Linked DNA regions of Columba livia: region 2 is linked to region 1. A link is a contact called in public Hi-C data. All regions are on one chromosome and are shown on one strand. Each heading gives the region's core, a stretch centred on a gene start, on an enhancer-like site or on the middle of the called end of the contact. The rest is flanking DNA. Distances are from core to core; before and after follow the strand shown.

Evidence for each region. A called contact is a pair of places that touch in the nucleus more often than the background predicts.
Region 2: a Hi-C map of liver shows a contact between it and region 1, with 4 times the contacts expected there. The contact joins the promoter of TMED10 here to the enhancer-like site in region 1. A contact is called at or near these places in 2 of 2 Hi-C or Micro-C datasets (crop and liver).

The regions. Positions count from the first base shown.
Region 1 is chr5:25,344,366-25,347,065 of bColLiv1.pat.W.v2, forward strand. No RefSeq gene overlaps it. Among named protein-coding and RNA genes, the nearest start is that of FOS, 13 kb to the right of the region's middle. Within about 2 kb of position 1,261, at least 1 of the 3 cell types and tissues checked has an H3K27ac peak away from gene starts, as active enhancers do.
Region 2 is chr5:25,381,586-25,384,285 of bColLiv1.pat.W.v2, forward strand. TMED10 (transmembrane p24 trafficking protein 10) reads left to right here and starts at 1,424. Exons shown (of 5, transcript XM_065063924.1): 1 at 1,424-1,702. The coding sequence starts at 1,481.

The DNA of each region.
Region 1 (2,700 bases), core at 11-2,510:
GCCTGAGAGTGTCAGTGCAGATGGGATCAGGTGAGTGACTGGGGTAGAGGTTCTGTGGAGGGGACTGGAAGGTCTGTCTGGCGCGCAGCTGGCAAAACAGGCTGATGCTCTGGGGCTGAAGCATCAGCGCTTTGGTTGTGGCTGAGCCATTAGTTTAGATTGACTTTAGTGGGGCTCTCAATGCCATCTCCCCTAGTGTTTGTATTATCAAATTAGTGAGATAGTCACTGGGTACATGAATAATTAGGTTTATCGAAAACTGGCTGGACCACCGAGCTCAAAGCTGATGAGCTTTGATGAGTTACAAAGTCCAAGTGACAACCAGGAGAGTTGAGCAGCACCTCTCAAGGGTCAATACCAGGGCAAATGCTCTGTAATGCCTTTATCAAAACCCTGAATGATGTGACAAAGCATATGGCCACCAAACCAGGGGTAGTGGCTGATATACACAGAGAGTAGGGCTACTACTTAGAGAAATCCCAATAGGCTGGATAAATGGCTGATAGGAACCTCTTGAAGTTTAAAAAAAAAAAATCAAATGCAAAGCCCCTCACCTGGGAGGGAATAACTCCATGCAACAGTACGGGATGCTACCTGGCTGAGGATCCACTTTGCTGAAAAAGTACTTGGAATTTATCAAAAGTTTGCAAATGCAGTGGGGGAACTCTTCCAAGAATGTTTCAAAGATCCTGATTTTTTACTATGAGGGTGGTCAAACACTGGACTGAGTTTCCCAGAAAATCTGTGGAACCTTTCTTCCCAGAGACATTCAAAACCCAACTGGACAATGCAGTGAGCAACACACTCTTGTTCGACGTGCTCTGAGCCGGGGGCTGGAGTAACGACCTCCGTGGTCAGAGCACCCTGATTCAATCCTCCTCAACTAGAACTAGTCACTTCTGCTTCTCTCCACCAGTGCTCAGCTTCCCGGTGACCAGCAGAGAGCAGTGGAAGGCGAGGAATGAAGACCTACCCACCGGACCAGCAGCATTCCTGCACGGCTGCAAAAACATGCCGGGACTGCCCAGGGCTGCAGTGACGAGTGCCGAGCGCCGGGAAGCGGGGCAGGAGCCCGGCCAGCAGAGCGCACTGCGGGATGCTCTCACCGGGACGGGAGAGCCCCGGCGGGGAGCCGGTGACAGTGGCGGCTGTCACGGAGGAGCCGCGGCGACACGACGAGAGGCTGAGCAGCCGCCGGGGAGCGCGGGTCTCAGGAGGGGACTTGCACGGGGCCCTGGCCGAGGCACAGAGAGGCTGGGGGCGTTTTGTTCAGCCGGGGAGTCATGTGGAGGAGGCTGCCCGGCCGGCTGCCCCCGCGGGTGCCAGCCCACCAGCCACATCTCCAGTAACTCCCAAGATTGGCTCGATATTGCTGTGGTAAGCACTGAACATTGCTTGTTGCTTCAAGCGTCTGGAGATACAGGGTTCATATTGCCCAACTCTCCTCCTTGATGTCAAGACCTAAACACATGCTTAACAAAAACCGAAATTTAAATTCTTACATAACCACATGACTCCAGGCACTGGGATGATGAAATCCCAAGTAGCACCAAGATTCTTCCACTGACACAGGACCTGGAAGGGGGACTGCCAAAACTCAGCAGACAGGAGCAGCCGTGTGCCACTTTACCAGATAGCTTTGCTACAGCTCAGGGTCATGTTCACATTCATCACACAACCGAGCATCGAAGCCACAAAGACATTTTCATGCTTCTGTTAGATCCAGTAAGAACTATAGCATGTTGGTTTAAACTATGGCACTTTATCCACAGATGACAACTATGGAAAATCAGACATGTGGGAAAGAAAGCCCAGTGGATGGATGTTGTGGGAACCCAAAGACCTGGGTTTAGAGGTGGCTGAGCCTAAAAGCTCTGCCTCAGGGGTCTGACTCCTCTGTTGATGCAACTGGCAGAGGTGGTTTCAGGCATTCCCATGCCAGTCTCTCCACCTGCTCTCCTGGACTGGGTTAACACATCCATTCCAGGGGAGGCAGAAAGGAATGTGAACTTCAGCCTTTGTCACTAGGCATTGAGGAGCTCTGCACAAGCCCCTTTCCTCAGTCACTTGGTTAGCTAATAGCACTGAGGATGGGGAGGGTACACACAGGCTCTCTTTCTGTCACCTGGGAGAGCCAACAACCCATGACAGACAGCAAAGATGGTATTTTAAACTGCTAGTTAGATCTGTCAGAGCATGTCATCCACATCATACATATGCAGAGAGATGTTTCATACATCTAGAATAGGTCCTTGCCACAAATGCTGTGTGTCACCACTCAGCTGCTTTCACACACACCACCAGTGCGTTACTCTACTTTCCGTGACCAAGCTGACACTGCCAATCATCGACTCCATGTATCACATAGGGTGGAAGGGGTCACCTAGCCCAACCCTGCTCAAGCAGGGCCTCTTAGAGCAGGCTGCTCAGGATCTCAGACAGTCAAGTTCTAGCAACCTCTAGGCTGGAGGTTCTCTGGACAACCTGCTCCAGTGTTTGATCACCTTCACAGTAAAATGTTAGGATTTTAGCACACACTTTGAAGAGTCGCCACTCCAAACTGACTTTAGGCAAATCACTTATGCCCTCAATATGCTCTTCCACAGGAGTTTATACACTTCTGTCAGCTACAGGGTCTGCTTCTTCCATTGCTCTGGTATTGGCATTTAACTGATCCTGCAGTAACTTCAGTCATGGACT
Region 2 (2,700 bases), core at 174-2,673, 37 kb after region 1:
AAACAAGGAATTAATTCACTCTTTCCCACGGGCAGGCAGGGGTTCAGCCAGCTCCAGGACAGCTGGGATCCATCACCATAACAGTTACCTGGGAAGACAAACGCCTTAACTCTGAACATCTCCCCCTTCCTTTTTCTTCCTCCAGCTTTATAGACTAAACATGACACCATATGGTATGGAATATCCCTTTGGCCAATTTAGGTCAGCTGTCCTGGCTGTGTCCCAGCTCCTTTATGCAGCCCCAGCCTCCTCGCTGTGGGGTGGTGTGAAGAGCAGCAGAGGCCTTGAGTCTGTAAGCACCACCCTGCAATAGCTAGAACATCCCTGTGTTATCAACACTGTGTCCAGCACAAATCCAAAATGTGGCCCCACACTAGCTACCATGAAGAAAATTATCTCTACCCCAGCCCAAACCAATACATTATCCATTCCTTTCTTCCTGCCTTTCCTTGCACCTCAACATACCCAAATATTTGCAGCCCAGCCCAGGAGCTGGCTGCAGCTGTGGCGGTCATAATCACACACCCGGGAGATCTGCGTCCCTCTGTCCCCAGCAGGGCAAGGTGCTTGTTCCACTCGTGCAGGTCCCCCCCGTGGTGCCGCTCGCTGGGATCCCTGCAGCAGGGCCGGGGAGGGAGGCTGGGAGAGGAGGGGGCTGCTGGTGTGGGGCCAGGGGAGCAGCGCTCCAGAGCTGCTTGGTGGGTTATTTACTGCTATGGTCCTGAGAGTAAAATAGAGCAAGCGCAAAAAAAAAACAAAGGAAAAAGCAGATCTGAGGACGTGTCGGAAAGGGAGAGAAAAAAATAATCCTTCAAGTATCTTTAAAAGTCATGATAATTTTATTTGCTGTTAAAAGCACTTGCATACCTTTGCTGCTATTGTATTTGGAGGATGCTGACCCAAAAAAGTAACACATCTGATAAAACTATATTTTCTTGACTGAACAGGACCAGAGGAAAACTACTCAGAAATTAAAAACTAACAAACAAAAAAACAACACACCAAAAAAAACCCCAAACAAACAAAAAAACCAAACCCCACCAAAACAGCAAGTGCATCTCTCAGACAAGGAGCTGGGGGGTGCCCAGCTGTGCAGAAGGCTCCATGAAATTCAGACTGCTCGTCCACCCTCAGTGTGCTCCTCTGCATTGGAGCACGGTTTGTTTGGTTTTTTTTAATTCATTTATTTAATGGATGAAATTATTATGGCTCATTATCAGTCATTAATAATGAATTAATATAATTAAACATTTATTTAAGAATTAAATCTCCCATCTGAAGCGACAAACTTCAGTACCTAGGCGCGGCGGACCCGCACCCCCGGAGCACGTGGCCAGACACCCGCTAACCCCCGCCTGCGTGGGACCCCAGCGACGATCCTCCCACCCGCGCGGCCCCGCCCCGGCCCCGCCCCCGTGACGCGCGGCGTTGCTGGTCACGTGTGGCGGAGGCACGGCCCGCCGCACCCGGAGCCGCCGCCATGCCGCTGCCGCTGCCCGGCCGCCCCCGCCTGCGGCAGGCCCCGCTCTTGGCCCTGCTGCTGCTGCTGCTGGTGGGCCCGGTGCGGCCCATCTCCTTCCAGCTGCCGGGCAAGGCGCGGAAGTGCCTGCGGGAGGAGATCCACCGCGACACGCTGGTCACGGGCGAGTACGAGATCGGCGCCCCGCCGGGCTCCTCCACCGGACCCTCCGCCAACCTCAAGGTGCGGCCGTGGCGGCGGCGCCCCGGCAGGCGGGAGCGGGAGGGGGAAAGGGAAACGAGGGTGAGCCGGGGCGGACGGCGTGGCCCCGCCTCCCCGGCCGCGCGTGGGCGGGGAGTGGGTCTGTGTGACGTTTTCCACGCATAACGCCGGTCCACGCGTGGGTTCAGCGCGGGCCTGGCCTCCTGCCGGCGGGAGCCACGGGGCAGGACTCGCCTCGCGTTAGCGGCCTCCGCTCGCCCAGGGGTTCCGCCATCCGGACATCGGGTGGCGCGGGAGTAGGGCAGGCGTTAGGCTTGACCCAAATACAGGCTTTTTCCCCCCCCAGATCTCTTCGCAGGGGCCCCTCCCGCCGCGCCACGGGTAATCCGCACGCGTGGTTGCGTGGGCCGGGCCGCCGCGGTGCGGCCGTGTGAGCGGCTGGCACCGTGTGAGCCGGAAGGAGCGAGGCTGACGTGGCTTTGCGAGCGCGCCCGGCCTGCGCACCGCGGCCGCCGGGAACGGGCGAGGGGGGCTTGCAAACGAGGTTTGGGTTCATAAGATGGCTTTCCCCGTCGTGCTGTGTGGTGGCTTGCGTGGACTTTAAGGAGGCAGGTGTTTGCTGCAGCAAAGAAAATGATCCTAAAGGATGTTGAAGGGGGATAGGGGAGGGTCAGCAGAACATATGTGACTGATACACCAATGGGACAAGTGGCTATTAAAACTTCAGTAGCTTCACTTTAATTCTGTCTGCAATCTGCCTTCTCTGGCTTTCTACAATTTCCCAACTAGCTGAGTCAGGTCTACTGCTACACAATTATGTCATAACGTGTTTTTATCTGTTTTTTAAATTTCTGTCTAAGCTCCCAAAGGCTTCAAACATAAGCACACAAACAGAGATGAGATTGTGTGCTCAGGAGTCTCTGAAATCAGTGTTATTGAATGAGCATTTGAGACCTCCCGAAATCAGGTTTCCAGCATCTGTCTACAGATGCCCAGAGGCTTTGGGTTATCAGCAGTCA